Regions from separate parts of the Gossypium hirsutum genome. Here all the other regions are linked to region 3. The links are chromatin contacts, called in public Hi-C maps. All regions are on one chromosome and are shown on one strand. The core of a region is the stretch at or near the end of the contact, and the rest is flanking DNA. Distances in the headings are between cores, read along the strand shown. Region 1 holds the start of LOC107956486 (transcription factor MYC2). Region 2 holds the start of LOC107953004 (RNA-binding protein 24-B). Region 3 holds the start of LOC107953000 (CBL-interacting serine/threonine-protein kinase 9).

The links. A called contact is a pair of places that touch in the nucleus more often than the background predicts.
Region 1: a Hi-C map of leaf shows a contact between it and region 3, with 2.9 times the contacts expected there. The contact joins the promoter of LOC107956486 here to the promoter of LOC107953000 in region 3. A contact is called at or near these places in 5 of 34 Hi-C or Micro-C datasets (fibers, leaf and petal).
Region 2: a Hi-C map of leaf shows a contact between it and region 3, with 1.8 times the contacts expected there. The contact joins the promoter of LOC107953004 here to the promoter of LOC107953000 in region 3. A contact is called at or near these places in 9 of 34 Hi-C or Micro-C datasets (anther, callus, leaf and 2 more).

What each region holds. Positions count from the first base shown.
Region 1 is chrA07:29,551,886-29,556,059 of Gossypium_hirsutum_v2.1, forward strand. It overlaps LOC107956486 (transcription factor MYC2), which reads right to left and starts at 1,525. Exons shown (of 1, transcript XM_016892137.2): 1 at 1-1,525. The coding sequence starts at 1,367.
Region 2 is chrA07:29,135,715-29,140,477 of Gossypium_hirsutum_v2.1, forward strand. It overlaps LOC107953004 (RNA-binding protein 24-B), which reads left to right and starts at 2,739. Exons shown (of 6, transcript XM_016888229.2): 1 at 2,739-3,339; 2 at 3,436-3,565; 3 at 3,896-4,013; 4 at 4,177-4,213; 5 at 4,310-4,541; 6 at 4,668-4,763. The coding sequence starts at 3,124. It overlaps LOC107953005 (60S acidic ribosomal protein P1), which reads right to left and starts at 2,674. Exons shown (of 4, transcript XM_016888231.2): 1 at 2,533-2,674; 2 at 2,299-2,378; 3 at 1,904-2,122; 4 at 1,575-1,801. The coding sequence starts at 2,370. The coding sequence ends at 1,748.
Region 3 is chrA07:29,384,283-29,388,875 of Gossypium_hirsutum_v2.1, forward strand. LOC107953000 (CBL-interacting serine/threonine-protein kinase 9) reads right to left here and starts at 2,508. Exons shown (of 14, transcript XM_016888222.2): 1 at 2,114-2,508; 2 at 1,748-1,810; 3 at 1,575-1,646; 4 at 1,342-1,449; 5 at 1,155-1,235; 6 at 879-932; 7 at 661-786; 8 at 493-582; 9 at 210-332. The coding sequence starts at 2,305.

The DNA.
Region 1 (4,174 bases), core at 275-2,774, 170 kb after region 3:
TCACGAAGGGCAACCATTAACCTAGTAACTGGATAGTTCATATTCTCTGATTGAACCCTAATCATTGCATCATTCCCCATGATCTTGATATCAAATTCAAGGCCCACGCACCCTGCTGTTGCAGGGGATGGTGAATTATCAGGCTTTGCTGCTTCCTGTTCCACGGAAGTGGTTGTGCTTTGGTTATCCGTAACATCAACCATTTCTACCTTAGGTTTCTTACACTCCCTCTGAAGCTGCGATTCCAGTTCTTCGACTTTCGCTTTTAGCTCACTGATGTATGAGACAGCGTCAGATAAGAGCGATGCTTTGTCCATGCGCGACACGTTCGGGACTACGGCTCGGAGGGCGTAGAACCTGTGGTTCAGCTTCTCACGGCGTTGCCTCTCAGCTTCCACGTGGTTCAACGGTGTCTCTCGTCCAAGTCCGGGTTTCCTTCCACGTTTCTGTGGGGTTCTCTGCTCTAAATGACTCATGGCAAGTGATGGGCGATCCGTGTCAGAATGCTCCGAGTCCACAGAAGAAGATTGCCCAAGTTTTGTGGAATATTTCTTGGTTGGGTGGTTGTGGTGTTCTTGCTTGGTTTCATTAACAGGACCTACATTTTCTTCTTCTTCTTCAACACCGGAAACTATACCCATGTCTGCAAAAGAGATGTTTCTGTCGAGGAAGGGGATTGAAGGTCGGGTTAGAGTTGGATCTGTACTTGATTGCTTTTGTAACAAGTCAATGGGATCAGCTCCGAAAATGGATTTCACTTGTTGGACTAAACCCCAATTTTCACTGATCATTTCTACGGATCCTAATTCAAGAACCCCGCAAGAAGTTGGTATACAGACCATCGTCTCAATGCCATGCATTTGTGCTTCTATAGCTCTTTCACAGTTGTAAAACTGCAAAGCATGAGCACCGGTTAACCAAACCAGAGAGCCAGTACTTAGAGCCATGCCTGGAATCCCTTCTCCAGCAGGGAAAGATCGAGACAATGACATCACGTAGAACCATTCAGCATCACTGACCCCGGTGGTGCCGTCCATCATCGACACATCTACCTCATGGTTATCTCCGATGAGAGTTTGGGCTCCTTTCATCTCCTTTCTTCTTTCATTTTCTAGGCACGAAATGTTGGCGCTTAATAATTTTGGAGGCGTACCTTTGGTGGTGCCTTGAAAATAACCATCTCCCCAGCACAAAAACAAACGACCATGTTCATCGTTTGATGTCTGCCAAAATATAGCATATGTCCACCAAATTTGCTGGCTTTGTACCACAAATTGGAGCCTCTGCTGGAGAGTTGAAGGTGAAGTTTCCTGGGTCATATAGACCAGTGAAGAAGATGAAGATGGAGAGATTATAAGTTCTTCCATGGCTGACCGATACAAAAAGAAGGAAAACAATACACGAGGGAATCTGAAAGGCAGAGATTTTGGAAGTTCTTTACAACAAATAAGCCATTAAATCATCTTAAATTTTACAAGGAAAAGAAAAACCAAAAGAGAATACGGGGTGCATTGGACAAAAAAGGGGGATGGAGGAGGAGTTTATAAGCTTTGTAACTTATAAGGTGGGGGCCACAAGATCCTAAAATCCTCTGCATGCTCACCTATAAGCTTTGTCCACTTTTCTTTGTTCATTTTAACAGTAAGACTGTGACGTTAACTCGTTAAGTTTTTTCGTGTTTATTTTGGCTGTGTGAAATGATTTTAGGTTATCAAGTTGGAATTATTAACCTGGAATTTTCGATAACAGAAACTAGCATATTAATCTCAATCATCCTAGCAGCATAAAGGAAAGAGGGATTTGTTTCTAACTTGGTGTTCAAATTTTGATTAAAATTAAATTAATTGATTGAATCGATCTAATTTGATTAATCGATCTAATCAATCGGAGGTCAGTTAAAATTTTTTTAGAATTTCGGTCAACGGTTAATTTAATTCGAAATTGAATAATTAATCGCATTAATTGAACTTAATAACTAATATTATATATTATATGTATTAGATTATTATTAATTCGGTTAATTCGGTTAATCTGATTAAATAAACCTTAAAATTTTTTTTATATGTTTCATATTTATTTTAACAATAAAATAAAATGTATAAGTTTTAATTAATTCCGTTAATCTAAAGAATTAATTTAAAAAATAATTAAAAAATATTTTAATTTTATTAACAGTTAAATAATTAAAAAATTCAACTAATTTAATTAATAGTAATTTGATTTGAATATTGTGAGTAAAGTTAAAGGAAGAGATAGAGTAAAGATTTTAGTGAAAAGATTAAAAAAGCACATGTTTAAATATCGTAAACGTCACATGTGAAGAGATAGAATAAAGGGCAGACATTTGGCACCACTTGCACGTGTATTGATAGCGACAGGTCTAGTGACTACGATGCGTATGGGCTCCTCGTTATTTGGCATCACACACAATTTATACATCTTTTAACCCAATCATTGAAAACTGAAAAAACTCATTAATGTATTATTATATACCAACAACCAACCATACTTAAAGAAATATCATACCGTACCATATTATACTTTTTTTCTATTACGTTCTTTATATTACACTATACAATAGGAGTTATTAAAATAGCTATATATAATAGACTGACACATATTTCGTAAAATTAACATAGTTTTCATATCATTTTCAAAAAAAAAAAAGAAATCTTATTTAATAAAAATTAATTTTCTGACCTTTATAATTAACCCTTTTAATATATTATTTTTAAAATTCAAATTTAAAATATTATTTGTGTAATTATCATCAAACCGTGTTATATTTATATTAGCTCAAGGCTTTACATTTGTGGATTGAGCGCTCCTATATCAGTGTCTTTTTATATTTCAGGTTTTTTTTTTATCGTTTATAATATTAAAAAGTAAAAATATTTCTCAAGGAAAAAGAGAATAATTAGTTACTTATATTATTATATCTATATAACTATATATAAAAGAAAGGTTTTGGACTAGAGGATAGGTTGAACTTAATACGGATGGAGCTGTATCGAGAAATAGCTCATTTATAGGCATCAGGGGAGTGTTTAGAAGTGCTGACGGTAAGTGGTTAGGTGGCTTTTCGATGAAGTTAAGAAATTATTCAATTTTCAAGATTGAGGTAAGAGCCTTACTTGAAGGCCTCCTTATATCATGAAGGAAAGGTTATCGACTGTTGGAAGTGGAATGTGATAATGCTCTCTTAGTTGAAGTGATTTTAGCTGGCAGAGCTGTAGATTATCATTTCACTGAAATGCGTCTTATCCATCATTTATTGAGTTGGAATTGGAAGGTCATTGTTTGTCATATTTCGAGGTCGCAAAATACAATAGTTGATCATATAACCAAGTGTATGGCGACTAATTCTAAAAAAATTTATTGGTTTGAAGAATCACCGCAATCAACTAAAAGTTTAATTGAGGCGGATTATGTTATTACTTTGAGTCACTAATGTAATTTTTTAAGTTTTTCACTTTAGACTGTCTTTTTTTCCACAAAAAAAAGGAAAAAAAGAAAGGTTTTGGATACTTACCCATGCTCTTTCTTCGTAATATCCAAATAGTTAATATAATTAAATTTTCTATTAAAATATTACATGATTATATATAATTTAAATATTTTAAAAACAAACACATCTTTTTTTTTTGAGAAATATTGGGCTGTGATTTTATTAAAAAGTAGTCAAAGAAACAACTAGAGGTGTTCATGGGCTGGGTCGAGCCGGGCTCAACTAAAAAATCATGCCCATTTATTGGGCCTGGCCCGGCTCGCCCGTATTAATTTTTTACATTATTTTTATATTATTTTTAAATATATATAATACATCAAAAATACTAAAAACATCAAAATAAATATTTCCCAACAAATTGAAAATAAATTTTAAAAAATATGTAGACTTAAATAACATAAAGATAGATGCAACTTAACAAGTAAATGCCTCTAAGATAATAAACAAATTAACAAATGCCTTTAAAATAATAATAAAATTAACAAGAAAATAAGTTTTATAAAATATCCAAAAAATAACAATAAAATAGTAACAATATAATAGTAAAATGGTAGCAAAATAGGGAGAAAACAACAAAAAAATAACATTCAAAAATAAAAAAATATAGATTTTTTTGTCCTTTAGTGAATTCGGGCCGGGCTGGACTTGCCGGGCCCGGGCTAAAAA
Region 2 (4,763 bases), core at 1,489-3,988, 250 kb before region 3:
AGAGATGTTTTGGGAGGAGACGACATACTCACTTCATTAATGTCCTGAAAATTTTTATTATATTTGTGTCACTGAGAGGCTGCTTCCATAATATACATATAATAGGAACTCTGACGCCTTCCTTGGAACCAACAGATTCAGAGTTGGACCATTCTTGAAGTATAAAAGCTATATAACTTACTTTTTTTCTTTTTCCCCTCAACTGCGAGCTTACTCTGTTGATTTCAGCAAAGCTTGAATAGAAACATATAGACAATTGTATGTTTATTAGCCGATAACCTTAATATATATAATTTTATTTATTTAATAATTGAAGTCCAATTAATCTTGACCGTATTTGACCACTTTCAATTTTATATGTATATATGTGACATCTATATTATCCGTTTTAGTTGTTTTTGTATCCGGTGTATCTAATTTTATCGCAACCTTCACTGCAGCTTGGCAGAGGGTTCATGACTTCAGCGTTCTGATCAGCGATTACTTGCAAGTTGGAAACAGAGATATAGTAACTTGGTACCAATAATTCTCCTCACTTTCTATATTGGCCAACTTAACACTTGATATGCAAGATATTTCTGGTCATATCTCCGTTCAATCTTCATGTTCTATAACGCATTGGTTCGGTGCTTTCCTTGTGTTCCCTTTTAGCTTCATTTCCATGGTTACATGATTGAAACATATTACAGATGTCTGACGCTCCATATATTCAGGTAGATTGCGAGAATTGATGCCCAATTGGCCATGTTACAGGAAGGACCAGGATAAATACGCTTCGCTTCTACTTGTTTCAGGTGTCTGTTTTGTGTGGTCTTTGCAAAATGAACCCGCATCGGTGGTGACCTCATAATGCAACGACCCAATTAAACTATAATGGAAATGTTTGAAGGAATTTATATACATAAACGTCTAAACATGAACTTCATGCCTATCAATCTAGTACTAAATCAATGGTGTGATTGGCAATTAAAAGTCACTTTTATACTATAAACGAGTTTCGGGTATAGGGTAAAGCTGGATCCAAAATGATTTTGATCCAACTGCTGGAGAGGTTCCATGATCTGCATAACTAATCATTCTGATTAGCACTTAAAATCAAAAGATTTTGCGTGTAATATCCAGCAAATTTATGTATTTTTTAAAGGAATATCCAGAAAGAATCAGAATGAAATATTGGTGAAGAAAATCGTAAAGATGGAAAGTTGAAAAAGTAGAAAAATACAAAATGAACATATGATTAAAAGAAAACAAAATTTGAAAAATATTGTCTTTCAGCTTTTCGGTTCTTTCTTTCTGCCCTTCCATTTTACTACTCTTTTTCTTCTCGTCCTACTTTTCCACTCTACAATAGATAATATAGAAATTCACTACAGTTTATTTCTTCGTATCAAATAGCTATTCCCAACAACTGATAATTTCAGTTGGATCAAATCAAGAGATGTCATCTATAAGCATAATGAACCAACAATCAAAACCAACACAAAAACATGCATTGCAAAAGAATAAAGCAAATACCATTCAACACTCAATGAAGAATGAAACAAAAAAAAAAAGGTCAAATATACTTGTATAAATAAGAAAATTCAAACTTATAATTCAAAAAGGAAGCATTCATCAGTGTCACTTCATTTAAATTAACACTTCTAATTAAGAGAAAAATACCAAAATCAATAAAACTCAAAAGAGTTAGTGTCATACTTAATACGCTAAACCCGTAGTCGGCTGAATCACACACTAAAAGGAGTTCCTAATCAAACAAACTGAATCCCATATCATCATCACTCTCTTCCTCTGGTTCCTCCTGCAAATAGCCAAAGAATCACATATCAGTATAAATGGTGCAAGGAAATAATAGAGACAAGGATATCACATCCACTTATTTATTCGTAATTTTTAATTCCACCTTCTTCTTTTCCTCTGCAGGAGCAGGAGCAGCAGCACCGCCTCCACCAGCAGCTGCAACAGGTGCAGCTGCAGCGACCGGAGCACCACCAGCAGCAGCACCAACATTGGTTATGAGATTCTCAATGTCGCACTTCTCAAAAAGCTTAGCAAACAAGCTTGGCCAATAAGACTCAACAGAGACATTGGCAGCTTTAACTAGCGCGGCAATCTTCTCAGCCTATTAATGACAGTTAAAGAACCCCCCCCCAAAAAAAAAAAATACCTATGTTCCCATACAAATTGGGAATCTCTCAACAACAATAATCAAATTCCTATTTTCCAATAATCCTATCAAAGAATTAAAAAAATTAAATAATAAATCATACAACCCTAAATTATTTGCATAAAGGATACGGTGATGGGGATGCCATCATCATAGAGAATCAAAGCAGCATAAGAGCAAGCAGCTTCGCCAACCGAAGACATCGTTTATGCTATTAGAATTAAACCAAATAAATAAATAAATAAAGCAATTAAAACACAATCAACGTAAAGATTTACATCAATACCGAAAAAAGAACAGAAAGGAAATTCAAATTTCCCAAGAAACAAACAAGAAAAGAAATGGAAAAAAATCAACGAATTTACCTGAAAGATGAATATAGGAGTGATGGGTTATCGGCAAGCTGTGCAGCGCCGCTCTGAGATCAATATGTTGTTAGGGTTTTCTCTATGACTTTGAGGAAAAGGGTTTTAAAGGGAAAAAAAGAAACTGTAAATTGGGCTCCTATGTTTTCGGAGGCCCATTTAACCAAACAATAAAATAAAATTATCGTGGCTGTAAAAAAAGTGGCAGTTATATAACATTAGGAAAAAAAACAACAGCTAAAACAACGAACAACAACAACAAAAAAGAAAGAAAAAACAACACCGAGAAAACAAAAAAACATGATACACGATTGCACGAGTGCTTGAAGAAGGCCAAAGGGATTTTTTTTTTTTAAAAAAAGGCTTTTGGGTTTGATTAATCACTGATGTGATCTTCCATAGAAACGACTCTCCAATATCAAAGTTCACTTTTTTTTTTTGAAAAAAAGAATTCTCCATTTTTTAACCACTCTATATTTGGCTTCTGGGGTAGTTGTTTGTTTTGTTTTTTTTTTTTTGTGGGATTCTTAGCCATTTTCTTTCATCTCTGTTTCTCTTTTTTATTTGGGAGATTATTCTGTGTTTTTTTACATGTCTCAACAAAGGCAATTTCAGATGGTGGGTGGTAGCAACAATCCAGGAGCAGGGCAGTACAATGACACAACTTTTACGAAAATCTTTGTTGGTGGATTGGCTTGGGAAACTCAAAGAGATACCATGAAGCGTTATTTTGAGCAATTTGGAGAGATTATTGAAGCTGTTGTTATTACAGATAAAAATACTGGGAGATCCAAGGGCTATGGCTTTGTAAGCTTATTCATCCCTTTCCTTAATATGTATATATACATATCATTCATTCCATATGACAATTAGAAGGTGATTATCCTTATTTTCCATTTCCAGGTTTCATTTAAGGATCCAGATGCAGCCATGAGAGCATGTCAAAACCCGTCTCCTACCATTGATGGAAGGAGGGCGAACTGCAATCTTGCTTCATTGGGTGCACAGAAGACTCGTCCACCACCACAACATGGTTTTCTTTCTCTCTTTTTCTTTTTAATTGTATTGGTTCTTGTTGAAATGTCATTTCCTTATCTCAATACCAACTCTTTATGCATATGTTAAATGGTCCTGGCGAATATTCACTTCAATATTTGGGGTGAGGAAAGTTATTGTTTGATAATGATATTTCAAAGGATCAAAAAATCCTCCTTTTTTTTTCCTTTGTTCATTCTGAAGATGTGTTTTTTACCATATTGGGAAAACATTTCATATTGGTCAATGCGATCTGGTAAACTGAAAAGTGGATCTAAAAACTAGAGTTATGAAACAATTTAATTTAAGATGAAGTCAATAAATGCAGGAGCTGGACGGTTTAGACCAGCACCTGGGTTGATGGCATCGCCTGTTTATCATGGTTCCTCATCAACATTCATCCAACAACCTAATAGTCAATATTCCATTCCATACTCTGCTTATGGGTGAGTTCAATTATTTTAGAAATGAAATTCAATGGCATTGCCTGCATGAATCCCAACTGGTTAAGCCTCAATGGCATTTCTTATTTTAACATGCATTTTAGTACTCTTTATTGCTTCATTTATCTCCTTTCATCATCCTCATTCCCTGCTTGGTTACTTTCAGGTATACGGGATACTCCCAAGACAGTAATTATCCTTTGGTTAGTGTTTATAAACAGAGCTTGAAAATTAGAAATAAAATAACAACAATTTCTTTGACATTGCTTTGATTAGCTAAATTTGATGGTGTTTTGCAGAACTATTATAGTTTGTATGGAGGTCAACAGTTCTCACCTTACTACACTGCCGGAGCATCAATGACACCCGGAATGTTTCATAATTTTTATCCATTTTATGCTCAATATGCACAAAATAGCCAAGCTCATGGTTTTGGTGTCCAATATCCCCAAATGCTACAGTATCCTTATTTGCCTCAGCAGGGGATCCTATCACTTCCGTCTTCAATGCCTTCGGCAATAACTCCCACAGGTGAGGATTTTACATATCCGGAGAATGTTTACATAGTCCAGTCACTTTCTCTCTTGGTTTATAATATCTATGGCAAGACAACTTTAATGCAACATTCAACAGTAAGTCTGCCGACAAATTTTGCAGCAACTACAACTACAGCAACTGTGACAACAGCAACAACGACTACAGCAACTACGACAGCAGCAAGAACAACTGTGTCGTCATCGGAGACGGCAAAAA
Region 3 (4,593 bases), core at 1,258-3,757:
AAACAAATGATTAGTATCATAGGATGAAATTCATTCTCTTATTACCATTTCACTCTAAGTAGATTATCTGCAAACACACCGGTCCAGTTTTAGATAACAACTTAAGTCTATAGACCTAAAATATAATAATATGCTATTTTAAGAGATTATGCTTATATAAACCTCATTTCCTAGAGAAACAAAGCAGGCACATGACAAAAATGTCTTACCCTTGAGTCATTAAAAGCTGCATCTACATCATCAAGATTTACATCCTCTTCCTCCTCAAATTTGGGTGGTTTGTACCCTTTCTTGAACCATTCATCGTTTAAGATATCATGGATAGTTATACGCTGCAACAAATAATGTCCAGTGTTTCAACCGAGAGCATGTTCAACTATAAGAAGTTACAGTGTTTAAAAAAACAAAAGAAAGAGATAAAAGGAAGTTAATTGCTTAATATTCTTATTATCATTCTGTAAGTCTCAAAGCATGACTGAATTCTGAACTTACTGTAAGAGGGTTTGGATCAAGAATACGCTTTATGAATTTCTTTGCACCAGGTGAAAGCCATGACGGACAAGTGAAATCGGCCTTCCCAATCTGAATTTCATCAAGATGTACCAAAAGTTTTAGTGAAGTTCTCATCTAAATAGAGAAGCCAATTCTGGGAATACTCACTTTGTTATACAAGGTTATAAGGTTTGGCTCATCAAAAGGCAAATAACCAGCCATAAGTACAAACAGAATAACTCCACAAGACCAAATATCAGATGATTTTCCATCATAACCCTTATCCTTAAGTACCTGTCAAGAAAAATGGGAGGTAAGAGGAAACAGAGTGAACAAAAAGTGGCAGCATTAAAGCTTATTGTCTCAATAAAGTCATGATGGAATACCTCTGGAGAAACATAATTTGGAGTGCCACATGCAGTGTGAAGCAATCCATCCTCCTACATTCCAAAAAATGTTAGAAAGGTTTGCATCTATACCATATTAAAGAAAAAGAAAGATTACACTAAAACAAAAGACAGTTTTTCCCTTTTTCTTTTCCTTCTTAATTGATATTTAGCATTTACATAATCTCAATTGCCAACTAAAAGCTTTCACCTGTGGCTATTATATTATAACTTTTTGTATCGAGAAACCATCCTAGCAAATGAGTAAATGCTTACCCGAACTTGCTGTGAGAAAGCACTCAATCCAAAGTCTGAAATTTTAAGAACACCATAGGAGTCCAAAAGAAGATTTTCTGGCTGCAAAAAATGAAATGAACATGTCACATATGAATCAGGAAGCAAAACCCAAGTTCCAAAGTGGAAAGCTTTTAAGCAGTCATCAATCAGTTAATTGAAGCTGAACCTTCAAATCTCTATGGTAGACGCCTCTACTGTGGCAGTAATCAACAGCATTAATAAGCTGCTGGAAATAGCTTCTAGCCTCATCTTCTTTGAGTCTCCCGTGCCTGGCCTATAAATATCAAAGATTTATTACTTTAAACAATAAACAGCTATTGCGAATAGAAACTCAATGAGCGAATTTATATAACATTTGCTTCATCTTCATTTAACTATAAATGCCCAACAAGTCCTTACAATTTTGTCGAAGAGCTCGCCACCATTAACGAACTCGATCACGATGTAAATCTTTGTCTTGCTCGCCATAACCTATGCATTAGAAGCAAAATTAAAGTAAAAAAAAAAATCTTATCAACAATGCAAAGCAGAGTAAACCAAACACCATAATTGCAGACATTAGTTTCATTTACCTCAAATATTTTAATGACATTGGGATGCTTGATGAGCTTCATCGTTGAGATTTCGTTTTTTATCTGCCCCGAATAAAATTGCAATCATTAAAAGAGAAAAAAACAAAGAAACGAAAATATTAATGATTGAATATGAAACAGGCGAACATATTTAATCATGAACCCAGATTCGATTTAATCCAACGTTTGACCTATAGACCCCCACATTAAACATGGTCCCACGTGGTTCCCTGTTTCCGTAGTAAAGTTTACGTGAGACCCCATGTTTATTGGCGGCGGAGGGAGATAACTGAAATGCAATTTTTTGTTTTTAAATTTAATGTTGTTTTAAAATATGCATGGTGGGACATTAGAAAGGGAGATCACCTGTTCGACCATACGGTGACGTAGAACTTGATCACGATCCATGATTTTGATCGCCACACACTGGCCGGTCTCGACATTCTCAGCGAACTTGACCTTTGCGAAACTCCCCTCACCCAGGGTTCTTCCCAGCTTGTACTTTCCTATGCGTGTTCTACTCAAGTGACCCTGCGATGTTTTCTTCTTAGTGCTCATTCTTCTCCTCTCGCCCTCAACCCTTCGATCCGATTTCAATTTCCTTTCGTTACTGATTTTCAAGATGGTTTTCTTTTAAATCAAAATTGCAAGCCCGGCCGAAAACGGTGAGAGGAATGTGAAGGAAAACAAATGGGAGAAGGGAGAGGGAGAGGGAGAGGGAGAGGGGAAGGAGGATGGCTGTTTGAATCAAAATGATATTGATGACGATGTTTATGATGCCATTTATTTATTTGCACTTTTTGGGAGGCTGGGGTCCACCGCTGATGACGTGGATCCGATTTAGTTTTACCGTGTCCCTTCCGTGGCCTTCGTAATTTTACCCATCTGTCTCTCCTATTTACACCTGATATTTGTTTTATTCTTTTTAGGGCAGAGGGGCACGATTAGAGGTGAAGATGACCCCCGTCGGATCTTAATATAATTTTATGCGGGTTTTTAAGTTTGATTCGGCCTGAGTTAAAATTTTGTTCAATTTTAATTCACGTAAAAATGTTAAAATTTAAGTTCAATTCAGCCCGTTTATATTAAAATTTTTATATAAAAATAAATTTTAGAAATAAAATACATCAAATATACTACAAGTACAAACATTAAAATAAATGTATTGTTATGAATATATTATTAAGTAAATGTCTATTTCATTTATACTTTTTATGCTTACAAATAAAAATTTTGAACAAGTATTATATTGATCCCATTGATCAATAAAATATATTTTCTATTACTTCCCATATTTTTTTTGTTCTTTACACTCTCTATCTCTCTTTATTTTATAACATGTATAAATTTTTAAAAAAAATTATTTACACTTAAATAACCCTAAGATAGTTGCAACTTAGTAAACAAATACCTCTAAAATAATAATAATAAAATAAGAGTTATACAATATTCAAACAATAACAATAAAATAGTTGTAATATAATAGCGAAATAGCACCAGAACTATGACAAAACAACAACAAAAATAATGAAGACAGCAACAAAAGCAGCAGTTTTTTTTATATTTTTGCAAATTCGGGCCAAGCTAAGGCCAAAAAAGCTTACCCAAGACTCGATCGGTTTAGAAAACAGGCCTCATTTTTTTGTCCAAGTCTATTTTTCAGACCTATATTTTTATTTAAACTCTTCCACTTTCTCAGCCCGACCCATCATCATGTCTAGGCACCGAATTGAACTGAATTAGTATTAACTGAATTAATCGAACTTTTTAATCTTTTAAACAACCAAACCGAAAGATTTCGGTTAATTCGGTCGGTTAACCGAATTAAAATTACATATAATTTATATTATTAATTATTAAGTTCGATTAATTACCTAATTTCGAACTAAATTAATTGATAATTAAATTTCTAAAAAATCATTAACCAACTTCCAATCAAATTAAATCGATTAATCAACCAATTAATTAAATTAAGTGGATTTGATTGATTACACCCTAACCAGGGACAAAGCACAGGTATCCTTAAAAGACAAACTGTACTGTGCCATTAACATTGTAATTCAACAAATAACAAATTATAGCGTAATATGGCAGGAGTCAAATCCAAATAAAAATATCCATAAATATAATGATCACGCTTAAATTTTGAATCCCTGTTACAATTTATTTGTTTTTAGGATAAGCCACAGCACATCATCTTAAATAGTATATTTTTATTTTCATCATTTAAATTTTTTTATTAATTTAATCACTTTAATTCAGATAATTATTTAAATTTTTCATTACCGTTAAAATTTTCATTAATCAACGAATTGACTTGATATTTTTTTTTTACTTTTAATTAAAGCTAGGGACTTCTCTATAATTAGTCCAAAACACTTTTTTGGGGTTTATTTGTAACTTGAAATTTCAATATTGGTACCATTAACATTTGAATCATCTTTAAGAAGAGGGAATCCAACAACAACGACAATGAACCATGAACATGACTAGGGCTGATAAAAAAATCGACCACATTGAACATTGATCTGAACGAGGGTATTTGGATGGTTTACAAAATGCAAGTTCAAAAGTTGTGGTTGTGACACACTGCACTCGATCCGATCGTTGGATTCAAATGTGAAATATCACGTTATGTTGCCAAAGCAACTCATATCAATCAATATTAAAAATCCATAAAGTTAAATCACATAAATACATATATTTAATCTAGTCAATTAGAATTTAGGAAGAGTCTAATACAAGATTAGGAATCGAATCCAAATTCTTTTTGTCAAGTTTTAACAATATGTCTCGAGACAAGACTCATAAAAAAATTTGAAAATTTGCTTCAATGTTTATATTTC